5 separate regions of the Mus musculus genome follow, and all the other regions are linked to region 5. Evidence: chromatin contacts called from public Hi-C, HiChIP or PLAC-seq and promoter capture Hi-C data. All regions are on one chromosome and are shown on one strand. Each heading gives the region's core, a stretch centred on a gene start, on an enhancer-like site or on the middle of the called end of the contact. The rest is flanking DNA. Distances are from core to core; before and after follow the strand shown. Region 1 holds the start of B230208H11Rik (RIKEN cDNA B230208H11 gene). Region 2 has its middle 40 kb from the start of Gm51759. Region 3 overlaps Hivep2 (human immunodeficiency virus type I enhancer binding protein 2). Region 4 overlaps Adgrg6 (adhesion G protein-coupled receptor G6). Region 5 holds the start of Adat2 (adenosine deaminase, tRNA-specific 2).

Region 1 (2,700 bases), core at 114-2,613, 630 kb after region 5:
GAAAGAATATTTCTGAGAAGAACCCTCCGGTGCAAAGCTGGGTTGGTGGAGAAGTTCTGCAGCCCCGGGCAACAGCAGCAGTGCAGGCAGGGGGCTTCCTTTAGTTGAGCAAGTCTGCAAGAGATCTCTATGGCCTCATTCAAAATGAGGATAGGAACGCCTACATTACAGTTATTAAGAAAATTAACCGAGCCCCTGAAGAGTGGTACTCACTCTAAGCCTTTAACCCTGACATTTAGGAGGCAGAGACAGACAGGTCTCTGTGAGTTTAAGGACAGCCTGGTCTATATAGAGAGTTCCAGGACAGCCAGAGCTACATAGTGAGACCCTATCTCAAAAAAAAAAAAAAAAAAAAATCAAGCTAGACAAAACTGTGTGTAGGGAGCTTAGAGCAATGCTTGGGTTATAGAGTGCACATGTTCTCATGTTCTCATTTGCATTTAACACCCATTGCGTGCAGCTTCAGGCCTCTCTCTGATCACCTGGTGAGGTAATCACCCCATGTTACTGACCCCATGTTACATTCCACAGGCTGCCTCCAGACTCTAGCACAGTGTCCGCACAGAGAACAAGGCCTGAGGACCTAGGCTCTCTGGTGTACTTCTCTGAGTGCTTACCCTGGATGCCCTAAAGGTACTATTGAGGAACATGGTCAGGCAAAGGTCAGTGGAGTTCCCGCCATTGGGAGATAGACAGGAGCTGTCTGGATGCTAGAGTAGAGTTCCTTCGTAAGGAGTCCGGTCAGACTTAACCAGGACTCAAGAGAACCAAAAGCTGGGTGTTCCCTGGGGGTCACAGAGCTGTGAGAGATGGTAGAGCAGTTGGATCATTACAGTGAAACTGAGAAAATGTTTGAGGGAGCCACTGGGAGGTCTGAAACAGTGGGGCACTTTGTGAAACAGTGCATCCTAGGTTTACAGTCAAAGACTGAAGCCACCAGACCTGTATAAACCAAACATGGGGGTGGGTTAGGGGAGAGGGACAAGGTGGGACAGCCAGAGCAAGGCTCAGCCACCAGCTCCCTGCCTGCAGCTGCAGAAACACCTAGCCTGAACCCTGGGGTAGAGCCAAGGTTTTGAGGAACAGCCGAAGTAATGCAAATAAACCGCTGTACCCTAAATTGCTTTTTGTTGTGGGTGTTTTGTCCCAACAACAAAAGGGGAGCTAAAACAGGAGACAAGTTAAAACAAGAGTTTGCCCTCTAGGGGAGCTGTAGGGGTGGCAGGAATCCAGGAGGTCTTGACCCTGCATTTGAAGCAGAGCAAAGGGGACAGTGTCTACACAACCAGGGAGGGGGTGGGGGATTGGGCCACACTGCCCTGACCACACAGCTTTCTCCGGAACCTCCTCTTTCTCCGGAACCTCCTTCCGGCATGTGGTAACACTGGCGAGGAAGGAAAGCCGCGCGCGCACAGGTGCCGGGCCCCGGGAACCTATTCGATTTAGAAGAAACACACTGATGGTTGCCCTGCGGACCCGTGCCTACACCGCCCGAGGGACCCCTCCCACCTCCGCTCCGGAGCCCAGAAGTTAGCTGTGGAGTTTGTTTGTCGCGCCCGCGCACCTACAGTGAGCAAGGAGAGCCGGCGCCCGCCGGCCCAGAGCTCTGTCCCGCTCTCTGCTCCTGCAGTTCCTTCGCTGCCGCCGAGATCTCGGGGCGACAGTGAGCGGCGGCGGCGGCGGCGGCGCGAAACCCCGGCGGCAGTCTCCGAGTCTCTGTAGCCGGGTCGGGAAAGCGCCGCGCAGCCTGCGCAGAAGCATCCTCGAGTAACTGGGGAAAATGAGGACGGTATTGTGAGCTTTGTAGGAACAGCAAAGAGAAGAGAGCACGCCTGCACCAGGATGGCCGAGTGGTTAAGGCGTTGGACTTAAGATCCAATGGACATATGTCTGCGTGGGTTCGAACCCCACTCCTGGTAAAGTTGCTGTTTTGTTCCTTGCCGCGGTCTGTCAGTTGTTTTTAGGTCCAGAGCTTTTGGAAATTTAGAAGTCTTATTTCAGTTGAAAGAAATGTTCTTTAATCCTTAATAGGGCGCTGCTACAAGGCAGCCCAATTTCCCGCAGTGAAGCGACCGTGTCTCCAGGAACCGACCTGAGCCAGGCGGGAAGAGGCTCCCCGGAGAGGTCTGGTATTGGCTAACTTTTTGCAAAAGTACTTTTGCACAGAAGAAAAAAGAAAAAAAAAAAAAAAAAAAAAACAAGTCCGCTTTTGCCTTTCCTCTGTCCGCTCCCCACCCCCTTCTTTTTTCTTCCTTTCCCTTTGTTTTCTTTCTTTCCTTTCTTTTCATTTCCCCCCCCCTCAAAGTTTAACGTGTTCACATGCAGTCTTTCAAAAATGTACCATTTGACCATGAAGACCCAGAATTTGAAATATTTTCGATTTTTATCTTCTCCTATTTTCTTTGGGTTTTTTTGTTTTGGTTTGGTTTGGTTTGGTTTGGTTTTTGGTTTCTCGAGACAGGGTTTCTCCGTGTAGCCCTGGCTGTCCTGGAACTCACTTTGTAGGCCAGGCTGGCCTCGAACTCTCAGAAATCCTCCTGCCTCTACCTCCCAAGTGCTGGGATTAAAGGCGTGTGCCACCCTATTCTCTCCAAAAGTGTTTTTTATCAAAGCAGTCCAAGATCTTAAACACATTTTGTAGGCGTGGCTCAAGGAACTCCCCAGCCTTTTGAATAAGTTGAGACACTGATTAAATAAACC
Region 2 (2,700 bases), core at 15-2,514, 610 kb before region 5:
GTGTGAGGCTTTTAAGGTTCAATTTTTCATCTGTTTGACAGCATTCCCTTGAAATCCATGTTAAAATCTCTTGCCTTACATTATGGCCCAGAGTGTGAGGGATGGAGGAAGGTAGGCAGAGAACAAAGCAGTAATGGGGAAAATGAGAATGAAATCACATTCCCACAGATGAGGCCACTGTAAAACAATTGGCTGTGCACTCTGGGCTATTTCCTTTGCCTCAGCTCTCCCTTCTTATCAGCCAGCCCTAATCAGTTTCTCAAGTGATCGAAGGTCCAGGCAGCTACTGTGCATCCCAAGAACTTCCCATCTCCCCGCTGAGTTCCCTGAAGACCTTAAAGGTCCCACAAACGAGAGATCACAGGTATCTCAGGCTGTCTGGGGATTTCGTAATGCATAAGCTACAGCAGGAGATGTCTTCAATAAATCATACTAGTTGTGCTTCCTATTCATGCCGCTCAGGAAGTGCTGTTTCCATGGGACCCTGTGCTCTCAGAGATAAGGAAGGTTAGCAGTGTTCAAAGTCTTTAGATAGTCATTGGAATTTCACTCTAGACATAGGATATGGCAGCCCTGACTAAGCAGCTGGGAAGCCATCTTTAAAGTGTCCCCATTCACTGCGACTGTCCATTAGGGTTGGGGAACTTGGAGAGAGCAGATCCCTTGGGGATTTGGCATTAGGTACAGTGTGGATGTCCAGGTAAGGCTACAGTAGAGACTAAGCTACCTCCACTCTTCAGGGCTTAATTCACAGTAGCAATGTACATAGCAGCATCACTAGATCAAACTGTGTTTAGTAGTCTGCATAAAAATAGAGCAGTAGGTTTGACAGCACAGTCGGGAATCACAAGAAGGATTATTGGTCATGTAACAAATTATTGATCACTTTTCTTTATGTGACTTGAAACACATGTCCACCCTGGAACAAGGCAGGGGATAAGCCATAAGGTAAAAAATGGTAGTAAGAATACTGGTATTTGCATTCTGAGACTTTTGCTTGCTTGAGAATTACCCTGGGGTGAAAGGTATTGTGGGAAGGTGTGTGTATGTGTGTGTGCCTGGGTAAACAGCCCCAAATAAGAAGGAAACATGAATAATTCCAAAAAGGATAGCTTTCTGAATACGTGAAGGTATTCAGAACTAAGGGCAGAAAGGGAAAGGAAATCAGGCATGCAATGAGAACGTCTGTGCAGGAAGTGCACCAGTTCATGTGGCAGGAAGGAAACATAAAGACATGAGGCAATTATATTCTTGCTGGACCGTACCGTACTACCATTGGGATGGTGGGTGAAGGCAATATGCTTTCTCATCTCTTTGGAATGTGCATTGAATGTGTGTTGGCATCAGAAATGCTTTAAAACGGAGGGAAGGAGGAAAGGTTGGGTAGCAACTTGGCTTCTTACTGCATTCCCAGAACTCACTTATTATGGAAACCTTTTCATTGACCAGCTGGCCAATCCACTCAGTTTTACGTCCTGAACACTTTTCTGAGATGCCTAAGAGAAGTATTTAATGGTGATGAAGGAATATGGAAGAGACGTATTGATGTTTTCCTTAAGTTCTGTAATTAAATAAGGTTTATTCTTCAGAGTTCTTCCAAGGAACAGAAGCAATGGGACATGTCTCTTGAAGGAGACTGGCGATAAGCAATTGGCTTGTGGGTTTGTGAAGACTGGTGAATCCAAGGATCTGGTGGGTTCCCAGGAGAGGATATCTAAGGGAGCATTCCCCTGTCCAAGGGCTGATCTTGTGGTGGAGGAAAAGACCACATCTCCAATTAAAGCCAAAGACAGGCAGGAATCTAACCTCCCAGTTCTAACCTTTCAGATAGGAGGAAATCTCTCAGGGAAGGAGCCAGACTTGTCCTGATGACTGTCCTGGGCCCACCTCCTCTAGGAACTATAACCTGCTTCTTTTAAGTCCACAGATTTAAACATTTATCTCAGTTAAAACACCAGCACAGAAACACTTAGCATGAATTCTGGGGAAATGCCAGCACACTGCTGCCTAGTCAAAGCAACACATAAAATGATCTTCTACATACAGAAGGGCATGCTGATGTTTTGAGAGATTAAGAGCCATACTGTAGCATATTTACTCTCAAATGGCAGAAATGAGGCTAACTGAGCAGCAGGTGAACAGTAAGGGAGTCTGAGTCACAGGGTTATGGGTGTTCACTTCCCATCTCCACTGGTCCCATTCAACTTCTCCTATCTTTTCTCATGTTTTCCTCCAAAAGTTTCTGTATTCGAGGCTTGGTTGTAAGCATGGTGGTGTTGGGAGATGGTAACGAACATTTAGGAGGCAGGGTGAAGGGGAGGTAGTTCATCGAGGGCATTAGATTGAGGGACTTCTTAATGGGGGGCAGCTATAGAAAGCAGCCACCCTAGTTCCTCCGCCATCTCTGTCCTTCCTGGCTCAGGGTAAGACTATTTTTTCCTATGTGTGTTGTACAAACACAACAAGTTTCCTCACCAGACTCACCAATGGAGTCTCCTGATCTTCAATATTTGAACTACCAAAAACTTCACCAGAGAGATATTCAGGCTAAAGGAACTCAGCCTCAGCCATGTTTGAAGGAGACCCTGGACTCACAGGAAAACCTGCCCCTTTGTTTGCCTGTTATCTCTCTGAGATACACATCTTCAAAGGATCATCCTTCAACCATCCTATTCACTGCTATCTCTCCAGTGTCTAAAA
Region 3 (2,700 bases), core at 130-2,629, 600 kb before region 5:
GGCTGACCTGGCTCAGGCCCGCCAAAGTGTCTAATGCTGACGTGTGCACTTTCCAAGGGTTTCTGGGGGGACTCTTGTACCCATGTGGGAGGGTCAGCCCCAAGCAGAGCTGCCTCTTCTGTTGCAATCCGGAGTGAGGCAATGGCTTTTGTACAAGTCTGTATGTTTTCCTCCTGTTCTCTCTCCGTGGAATTTAGGCTGTCTTCTGAAGTACTCTGTTTCATCAATAGCCGTGGGGAGGAGGGAGAACTAGGTAGACCAGATGACTGCAAAACTTGAGGGGCTTGTTTCTCATGCCGCCTGGAAAGGATGTAGGGATCCTTGGCAAAGGCCTCCCCTGGTGCTCCTTTCTTCTCCTCAGAGCCCTCTGTGGGCAGAGGCAATGTGGGTGGAGGATGTAAACCGGAAAGGGCAGGCGGCAAGGAGTGAACCATTTGGATCCCACCAACTGGCACCATGGGTATAGGAGCTCGTACTTGCTGCTGAGAGTGTAGTGGAAGATGACTGAAGACATAGTCAGTAGGACCCTCAGGGAAAAGGCTGGAGCCGTGATGTTCATAAGCACCTTCTTGGTCTCCATAGAGACTGAAGTAAGGAACCTGAGGTATTCCTCTTCTTAGATTCTACACAGGAAAACAGAGCACAGAGTTGAGACCTGTTCCCTCTTTCCCTCTCTTTTCCCATCCCTTCTTCAGGATGCCTGGCACTTAGAAAGAATTTCTCAAAATTGAATAGCTTCCTTAACTAATTTTTCCAGTTCTTTAATGAAGGTATTCCCCTGTGGACAGTGGCTTTTGTTTTTCAAGTGCAAAATGCTAAAGCAACCAGTCTATTTCCCACTAGGCATAATATCACATGATGGGTATTTCTTCAGAAGAGCAAGTAAAAAGAATGGATTCACCAGGAAAACATCAAACCAACAAAGAAAACACAAAACAAAACACACAAAGGATGACTAGTAAATATTGATGGGATTTAAACTCAAAGGGAACAAGATTATCAACTATTTATGCTGTAGGCTGCACTGAAAGATATTCCCTAGGCTTGGTAAAAATAATAAGTTGGCAACAGGCTTTAAGAAAACCATTGTGAACTGGGTGTGGTGGCGCATGCCTTTAATCCCAGCACTCGGGAGGCAGAGGCAGGCTGATTTTTGAGTTCGCGGCCAGCCTGGTCTACAGCATGAGTTCCAGGACAGCCAGAGCTATACAGAGAAACCCTGTCTCAAAAAACCCAAAAAAAGAAAAAAAAATGAAAAAAAGAAAAAGAAAAAGAAAGAAAGAAAACCATTATGGATAGCACTGGTACTGTTTCTATTTTGTTGCTAATTCCACTTCCCCAAGAGGGGATGCCTGGGACAAGGAGTGAATCATGTACTCATGTGACTTCATGTGAACCTTCCCCTAATGAATCAAGATTTCAAGGAACCAATCACTGGGACTTCCGGGTCAGAGAAAGGGAGAAAGGGATGATGGAAGAGGAGACTGGGCTGGTGGACTGGGGTGAGAATGCAGGGCAAAATGTAGGTAGCAGAGCCGCCCCCCCCCCCCCCCCCCCAGTTCACGTGGCAGATCTGTTGGGATCCACTACTGGAGAACTGGAGGATTGAACTTAGAATGGCTTACAAATTGGGATGCTAGTTGCTGCGTCCAGCGATTGTGTTACCTATTGATTCTAGACTAAGTTTGTGTGTTTTCCTTCACACAGTGACTCAACTGGGTTCCAGAGAATGGTACTGTGGCAAAGGATGGGGTTTGCGAGAAGTGCACCCCAAAAAGCCGTGGAAATCTGGAAGCATGGGGCTGGTGTGGCAATGACCTGCCCTGGGAACTTTGCAAGCCTGGTGGAGAGATTTCAGAGCTTCCAGTCAAAGAGTACACAAGGCTGAAAGCAGACCAGGCTGAAAACAGGCCAGCCTGTCCACCAATGCCCTGCCAGTGTTGCAAGGATTGCTTTTTAAATATTTCCCACTAGAGAAAACACTTTTTCACACAAAGGAAGGCAGGGTGGTTTTGAGAAATCTGTTCCTTTGCTGTGCAAGGCTTGGCCTACAGGAATACATCCCTACTTAGAAGTCTCTTTGTGTTGAGCACTAATCTAGAGGAAGAAACCACTATGAGGAGAGATCTTAGTATGCCTACAAGAATACATCCCAACTAAGAAGAGGCCCTGTAAAGAATGCAGAGTTCTTCAAGTCCCAGATCAAAGCTAAGTCTTGTAGAAATGGCAATGTTTGAAAGGAAGCAAATACCCATTAATAGCATGTGTGTTTAATGGTTAATCATTTATATTCAATTTCATAGCTGAAATCAAAGATGATTATGGCTCAATTTTTCTGTTGGTATTACTTATAACATGAATGTCTTCTTGGAATTAATGAAGCAAAGGTATTTAAAATTTGGAGCCACAATTCTGGATTTCATGGTTTTCTCCTTAAATGAAGACTTTGCTATTCTCATTTTTTTGTAGTAGAACACAGCTTAGATCGCCAGATTATCCGGCTCTAGTGAATTAGTCAGAATTTTAATTGCTAGGATTCATTAATAATGGACTTCACTGCTTCCTTATATGGGAACTCAAGGTAGATTAAAACTTGTCAAATATGCTCACAATTTTGGAAAGCTATCTTAAAAATTGTAGCATTCATCTCAAGGATGCTTCAGTGCTCAGATTCAAGGACCAAATGCTACCATTAGGGAT
Region 4 (2,700 bases), core at 133-2,632, 890 kb before region 5:
ACTCGTTATGGTTATCCTCTGACCTCCACATGTGTTCTATGGAACACACCACACACATACACACACACACACACACACACACACACACACACACACACACACACCACAAGCATTCCAAAGTATAATCAAGCATTTCTTTTAAAACCGAAAAAAAAAAATAGCCCAGCCTTGAAGACAATGATGTATTGCTACCATGAGAAATACACATAAAATTTTATTTGAGAGTTGACCAGAAAACTTTTTTTATTTTCCCTTCCTATTTAATATTTGAGAAACAAATGTTTTAAGCCTTGTCATTTCTATATATGTGGTCCATAAACCGAACCACACTGTCTGATTAGGTTTTTATTGTGACATTCATTTTCCTTTATGATCTGAAAACAGAGTAACATATTTCAGGATGGTAAATGATAAAACCTTTCTTCTCTTTCTCCTAGGAAGGTGATCCTTTCACGCAGTCATTAGTACATCATGTTGAGCTTCCATCAATGGGTCCAGCAGCAGCTAGGATCCACTATGGGTGTTTATCTAACATTTGGGACAACCCTGGCTTGGAGTGTGACCATTGGAACCCTTCCTTAGGAACTAAGCATCCCCCCAGCTTACTCATAGAGGCTCCTCTATTCCTCATAACACTAAACATCAGCTACAGTGGGTGTGGGCCAGAATCTCAGAAGCTCTTGCATGGAAGACATATAAATAAATAAAATCTCCATTTCCTGGTCTTTCAAACCAGTGAATAATTTCACAGAAAATTATAGGGCAAATGAACCAATCTTATTTGTGGGAAAATCCACTTACTTGATTTTTCCTTTGTTAAAATTCTCAGCATTGTCTTTTTTATAGCTTCCCCCTCTTTTCAGAAACCTATTCTCTGCTGCTCTTGTTCTCGCTGACAAGGTCCTAGGTTTCCTTTCGCACAGGCTACTCCATTCCTTTCCCCAAACTCTTCCTTTCAATCTAGTCTTGCAGCTTGAGCATCAGATAATGCTGTTGCATATCATTGCTTGGACAGGCAAGGAACCTGAAACCACAGAGTGTCTGTCTGGCTTCTACAAATAATGACTGGCTGATAGCAACAAAGATAGACCTTGACCGTTGTGGAACCGTAGAGCAGTTTCTGTTTTCAGATGGGGAAGGAAAATAACACGGATAAGGATTGTGAAAATGCAGGCTACTTCGTGAATGGTTCGTGTTATTCATGTATTGAATACACCCACAATACATTGGAAGGTTCCCACAGTACATTCGGGTGTTGTCCTGAACAAGGCTGTGAGTTCTCGGGAACCAGAGAGGCAATGCTTTCCTTCCAATAGCCATTTCATCATCAGACACCTTATCGTATGCCAGTTAGGAAATGATCAAGGGTTCACCGTACACCAAGTGTCTACATCGATGCTGGCCTCATGCTGAAGTCTGGCTTATGCATGAGTGTTAAGTGGTGGATTATTTTAGAAGTAAAAGCCTTTGAGAGAAGAGCAGGGACTTTGTCCTTGAGATTTGTTTTTGAGGACCAGCCATGCAGCTACTTCACCTACCCTTGAACAATGACTACTTTACTTATTCCTTATTTTGCTTTTGACGTCACATATGTTCTCATTCTTTATTTACTTCTGTTCTTAATGACAGCATTTCATAAATTGAGTGTTCCATCCTCCGTACTTTGAGGAAGCCTGCCTCCTCTTCTCTTGGGCGAGTGAATAGCAACCATTCTGGATAATAGAGTGACGGTCTGTTACTTTCTTCATTTCTCTTCAGAATACGGAGGGAATGTAAACGCAGCACTGTCACACAAGCAGTAAAAAGCTTTCCTCTTTCCCCGCCTCAGGGACCTCCATCTCAATGCTGAGCTTTACCTTTCAGGTTTGCTAGGTAAAAGCTGAGCTTGTGGCTTAGTTGTATGTTTTGACCGGGGATTTTAAATCTTCCTCTGGGATTCCTACATCATTTTGAATCCTACATTACTTTGATTCAGATATTTTTCAAGGTCACACATTCTAAAACCATTTGCAGAAGTGTAGTAACCAAACTGTATGTTTTGAGTGTTCATTTTACAATTTTTCACCATACAGAGCATTTGTAAAAGCTCCCTCTATGGGCATGCATCATATTTGTAAATAATAGTACAACAATTTCAAGAGTCCAGTATAAATTTGATTTTTTTTTCCTCTGAATTTTTAAGTTTTGAACATACAGAAACAAGGCAGAATTAAGTATATGTCCTCTTTTGAGTTAAGTGGATGCTATAAATATTATTATATAATATATAAACTATATATATTAAATATATAAATATTTCTTTAAAAACTGGGGTGCCATGATAAAATCCTAAGGAATTATCTTGTAAAATCTATCCGGGTAGTGTGAACACTATAATTTGTACCACAGAGAAGGGTATTTTTTTTTCTTTTTTGGTTTTTCAAGACAGGGTTTCTGTATAGCCCTGGCTGTCCTGGAACTCACTCTGTAGACCAGGCTGGCCTCGAACTCAGAAATCCACCTGCCTCTGCCTACCAAGTTCTGGGATTAAAGGCGTGTGCCATCACTGCCCAGCTAAGGGCCAAGACTCCTTAATTGATCTTTTCAGTCTCCATGTGTCACAGTGTCTGGCTTACAGTTTCAGAGGTCCAGTCAGCCCGTAATCATCATGGCAAGAACCATACCAGCGTGCAGGCAGACATGGTACTGGAGAGCTGAGAA
Region 5 (2,700 bases), core at 151-2,650:
CAACTGATGAACAAAGGCTCTCTTCTTCCCACCCCGAGCTCTGAGAAAGATGACCAAAAAAAAAAAAAAAAAAAAAAAAGATGTTAATTAAAAAATTAAAAGAATGCATTATGCCATTTGTCTGGGGGCGTGGGGTGGAAAACATGTTTCTGTCTTCTAGATTTTAATTTCTTATGAAGGTGAACTTCTGTAACCATTAGAATAAAAAGGTGAGATATTTTAATTTTGTAAAAGAATAAACAAAAATAATATCCCCACACCAAAGGCTGAGCTCAGTTTTAAGGCCTTTACAATGCTGTAAACAAATTGGTGTTCCATGTTCACAGAATGAAAACCCAGCATCAAACTGTGTATACATACATAGTTTGTATGTATATCCCTGCCACAAACGTCTATCCCTGCCACACATCGATATGGGTAATAAGCTTGGGAAAACATGTAAAAATACGACCAGAGCTCTCCATGATGAGCAATCTATAAGAATCGCAGGAAGGAAGGGAATACAAGGGCAGAGAAAAGTATCGTAGAAAGAGTAGACACATCATCGGTGAGGATTGTACCAGGACACGTTTTGATATGACCCTTTACAGAAACATCAGCTTCCTCCCATTATATGGGAGCAAGCCATAAAATAATGTGGCTTTATGGATTTGAAAGTATGTGTCCACATGGGAAGGAAGATAGGCAGGTAGGGAGCACACATCCCCAGGCGGCAGATAAGACTCCCTGTAATACATCAATCGAACCGTTTCTGTATTTTCCCTTCACCCCAATTACTATGAGACAAAGCTAAAGAAAAATTCCCCCTAGAATAAAACAAGTTGCTGCTTCAGGTATTTTCAGACATGATAGATAGCGCGCCCGGCACATTTGCTCAACTACTCTGGTCAGGATATGGCCGGGAGAAAGTTTGCGCTCTCAGCATCCACCTGCCCGATTCCTCACCATTCGCATCGCCTCCTCCATCCACTTTTCCGTCTCCTGTACGGACACCACGCACGGGCCGTCTGGAGTAGTGGTGGACTCCACCTTCTCCTCCATACCTCCGCCGCTCAGAGACTCCGGGCCGAGGGACGAGAGAAGAGAGGACAGCGGAACGCGGCGGGAGCGGACCTTGCTTCCAGGAGGACGGGAAAAGACGAGGCACCCGGGAGCTATTTGCGGACGGACCCAGGCGTCCCGGATCAGTAAGCGGCGGCTGGGGGACCGAAAGCGTCGCTGCTCCGCTCTAGTCCACGCCCCCTTCCTCCGCTTAAGCCACAACCTCTGCTCAGAGAAACGTCTGTGGTTTCTGGAGAGCACCTAGCGCCGCCACCGCGCTGCTGCCGGAGGTCCAGGCCAGGTGGACGGAAGACACGGTGAGCCAGCCCCTCTCCCCTAGGCAACCCACACAACACGGGGTCTGGAGATGCTGAGATCAATGTGGAATTTTCTGAAACGTCACAAAAAGAAATGCATCTTCCTGGGCACAGTCCTCGGAGGTGAGTGACAACATGCTTTTTAGAAGGGGCCATTGGCAGAAAGGAGTGACAGAGGTGACTTATAAAAACAGGCAGGGCCCACTGATACCAAACTGGGATTTGTCGAAGGGATTGGCTCAACCGTCAAAGAAGAACCTCTAAAGTTCTTTTATCTGGATCTCTGTGCCCTTTGCCCCTCACTCTGCCCCCGTCCTTTTTCTCCCCATGGGCCTTCAAGAGTCTACCCCAATGAAGTTTCTTTTCAAAGCACTATTCTCGTATAGATAGATACATTTGCCTTCCAATTTTCTTCTTTTGCTTTCCTGTTAGATTTTCATTCTGTTTGTCAACTCTGCTTTCAACCTTTCACACGAGTTTCGAAATATTCTAGGGCCATTATCTTAAGTCTGCTCTTTGAGGTGGTGTTTAAAGGTAAACCGAAAACAGCATGTTGCTGTAAAATATACAGCAGATAATTTCTGTTCTCCAATTGTAAAGTACAAACTATATATCAACACAGTGCTTATTCTGCAGTGTTGTCAGGACTGGCAAGGTTGTGGTCATGATCCATTTTGGTGATATAGTTGAGTTCACTGGCTGAGAGGAAAGTTAGAAACAGGATAAAAATCTTGATGCTGGAATTGTAACTTTGTGGTAGAGTGCTTGCCTAGGCTGACTGCATTGGGTCCCAGGGAAGGAGCAACACACACACACACACACACACACACTGCTTTAAACCCTTTGTCTTGGAAAGACAACCCTCAGTTAATAATTATGGGATTTTAAGAAGGGAATCTTTTGAACAACACAAAAAGGGAGTTTAAAAGAATTTTTAAAACTTGAGTTTTAAGAACTGTTACCACTATCCTCTGATCTATGTGTGTGTGTGTATAAATATATCATAATATGACTTAAAATATTAGGACATTTGTAAAACAGTAACCACATTCTGCATATCTCTGAGGTATAGCACAAATGAATAATAGTTCATATTTTATAGGAAATACTTTATAGATACAATGTGTTTTATATTACCTCCAGTCTCTAATATCTAAGGTATATAAATTGTACCAATATTATAGAATACATATGCTAAAGATAAAGTTGTCATGGAAGACGTATAAAGAAAAATTTTTGCTCTACCTAAGGGAAGAAAATTGTCTCTAGCAATTTCAGAGGGAAAAGCCTAACCCTTACAGTTTATGAAATACTTAATGGCAGATCAGAAATAATCATAGGA

Evidence for each region. Promoter capture Hi-C pulls out the DNA fragments that hold promoters and counts their contacts. Hi-C and Micro-C count contacts between places; a contact is called where the count stands out from the background. HiChIP or PLAC-seq counts read pairs in DNA pulled down with a chosen protein or histone mark.
Region 1: a contact with region 5 is called in a promoter capture Hi-C map of erythroid cells, with 8 times the contacts expected there. The contact joins the promoter of B230208H11Rik here to the promoter of Adat2 in region 5. A contact is called at or near these places in 8 of 39 promoter capture datasets (the HPC-7 cell line, HPC-7-derived erythroid cells, erythroid cells and 4 more) and 1 of 115 datasets of contacts at active chromatin or transcription factors (large pre-B cells).
Region 2: a promoter capture Hi-C map of neural stem cells shows a contact between it and region 5. The contact joins the enhancer-like site here to the promoter of Adat2 in region 5. A contact is called at or near these places in 12 of 39 promoter capture datasets (the 3T3-L1 cell line, the C10 cell line, cranial neural crest and 7 more), 1 of 15 datasets of contacts at CTCF or cohesin (the NIH/3T3 cell line), 2 of 484 Hi-C or Micro-C datasets (bone marrow-derived macrophages and embryonic fibroblasts), 12 of 115 datasets of contacts at active chromatin or transcription factors (the SCID.adh cell line, bone marrow-derived macrophages, differentiating embryonic stem cells and 6 more) and 3 of 9 other capture datasets (adipose tissue, embryonic stem cells and liver).
Region 3: a contact with region 5 is called in an H3K4me3 HiChIP or PLAC-seq map of bone marrow-derived macrophages, with 4 times the contacts expected there. The contact joins the enhancer-like site here to the promoter of Adat2 in region 5. A contact is called at or near these places in 10 of 39 promoter capture datasets (the 3T3-L1 cell line, the C10 cell line, cranial neural crest and 5 more), 1 of 15 datasets of contacts at CTCF or cohesin (the NIH/3T3 cell line), 9 of 484 Hi-C or Micro-C datasets (cerebellum, cerebral cortex, cortical neurons and 4 more), 10 of 115 datasets of contacts at active chromatin or transcription factors (the 230-238 cell line, astrocytes, bone marrow-derived macrophages and 6 more) and 4 of 9 other capture datasets (adipose tissue, embryonic stem cells, liver and 1 more).
Region 4: a Hi-C map of the G1E-ER4 cell line shows a contact between it and region 5, with 2.8 times the contacts expected there. The contact joins the enhancer-like site here to the promoter of Adat2 in region 5. A contact is called at or near these places in 2 of 39 promoter capture datasets (hippocampal neurons and stem cell-derived epiblast-like cells), 1 of 484 Hi-C or Micro-C datasets (the G1E-ER4 cell line), 3 of 115 datasets of contacts at active chromatin or transcription factors (astrocytes, embryonic stem cells and thymic regulatory T cells) and 2 of 9 other capture datasets (adipose tissue and liver).

What each region holds. Positions count from the first base shown.
Region 1 is chr10:12,921,790-12,924,489 of GRCm38.p6, reverse strand. It overlaps B230208H11Rik (RIKEN cDNA B230208H11 gene), which reads left to right and starts at 1,363. Exons shown (of 3, transcript NR_038028.1): 1 at 1,363-1,916. n-TLtaa3 (a tRNA gene) reads left to right here and starts at 1,837; the gene lies at 1,837-1,919.
Region 2 is chr10:14,166,190-14,168,889 of GRCm38.p6, reverse strand. No RefSeq gene overlaps it. Among named protein-coding and RNA genes, the nearest start is that of Gm51759, 40 kb to the right of the region's middle. Within about 2 kb of position 1,264, at least 15 of the 459 cell types and tissues checked have an H3K27ac peak or open chromatin away from gene starts, as enhancers often do. A contact at or near this core is called in neural stem cells, where this site is marked.
Region 3 is chr10:14,146,835-14,149,534 of GRCm38.p6, reverse strand. It overlaps Hivep2 (human immunodeficiency virus type I enhancer binding protein 2), which reads right to left. Exons shown (of 9, transcript NM_010437.2): 9 at 1-623. Among named protein-coding and RNA genes, the nearest start is that of Gm51759, 21 kb to the right of the region's middle. Within about 2 kb of position 1,379, at least 4 of the 459 cell types and tissues checked have an H3K27ac peak or open chromatin away from gene starts, as enhancers often do. A contact at or near this core is called in bone marrow-derived macrophages, where this site is marked.
Region 4 is chr10:14,444,438-14,447,137 of GRCm38.p6, reverse strand. All of the region lies in intron 8 of Adgrg6 (adhesion G protein-coupled receptor G6), which reads left to right. Among named protein-coding and RNA genes, the nearest start is that of Adgrg6, 99 kb to the left of the region's middle. Within about 2 kb of position 1,382, at least 5 of the 459 cell types and tissues checked have an H3K27ac peak or open chromatin away from gene starts, as enhancers often do. A contact at or near this core is called in the G1E-ER4 cell line, where this site is marked.
Region 5 is chr10:13,551,607-13,554,306 of GRCm38.p6, reverse strand. It overlaps Adat2 (adenosine deaminase, tRNA-specific 2), which reads right to left and starts at 1,400. Exons shown (of 6, transcript NM_025748.4): 1 at 946-1,400. The coding sequence starts at 1,041. Pex3 (peroxisomal biogenesis factor 3) reads left to right here and starts at 1,165. Exons shown (of 12, transcript NM_019961.3): 1 at 1,165-1,481. The coding sequence starts at 1,409.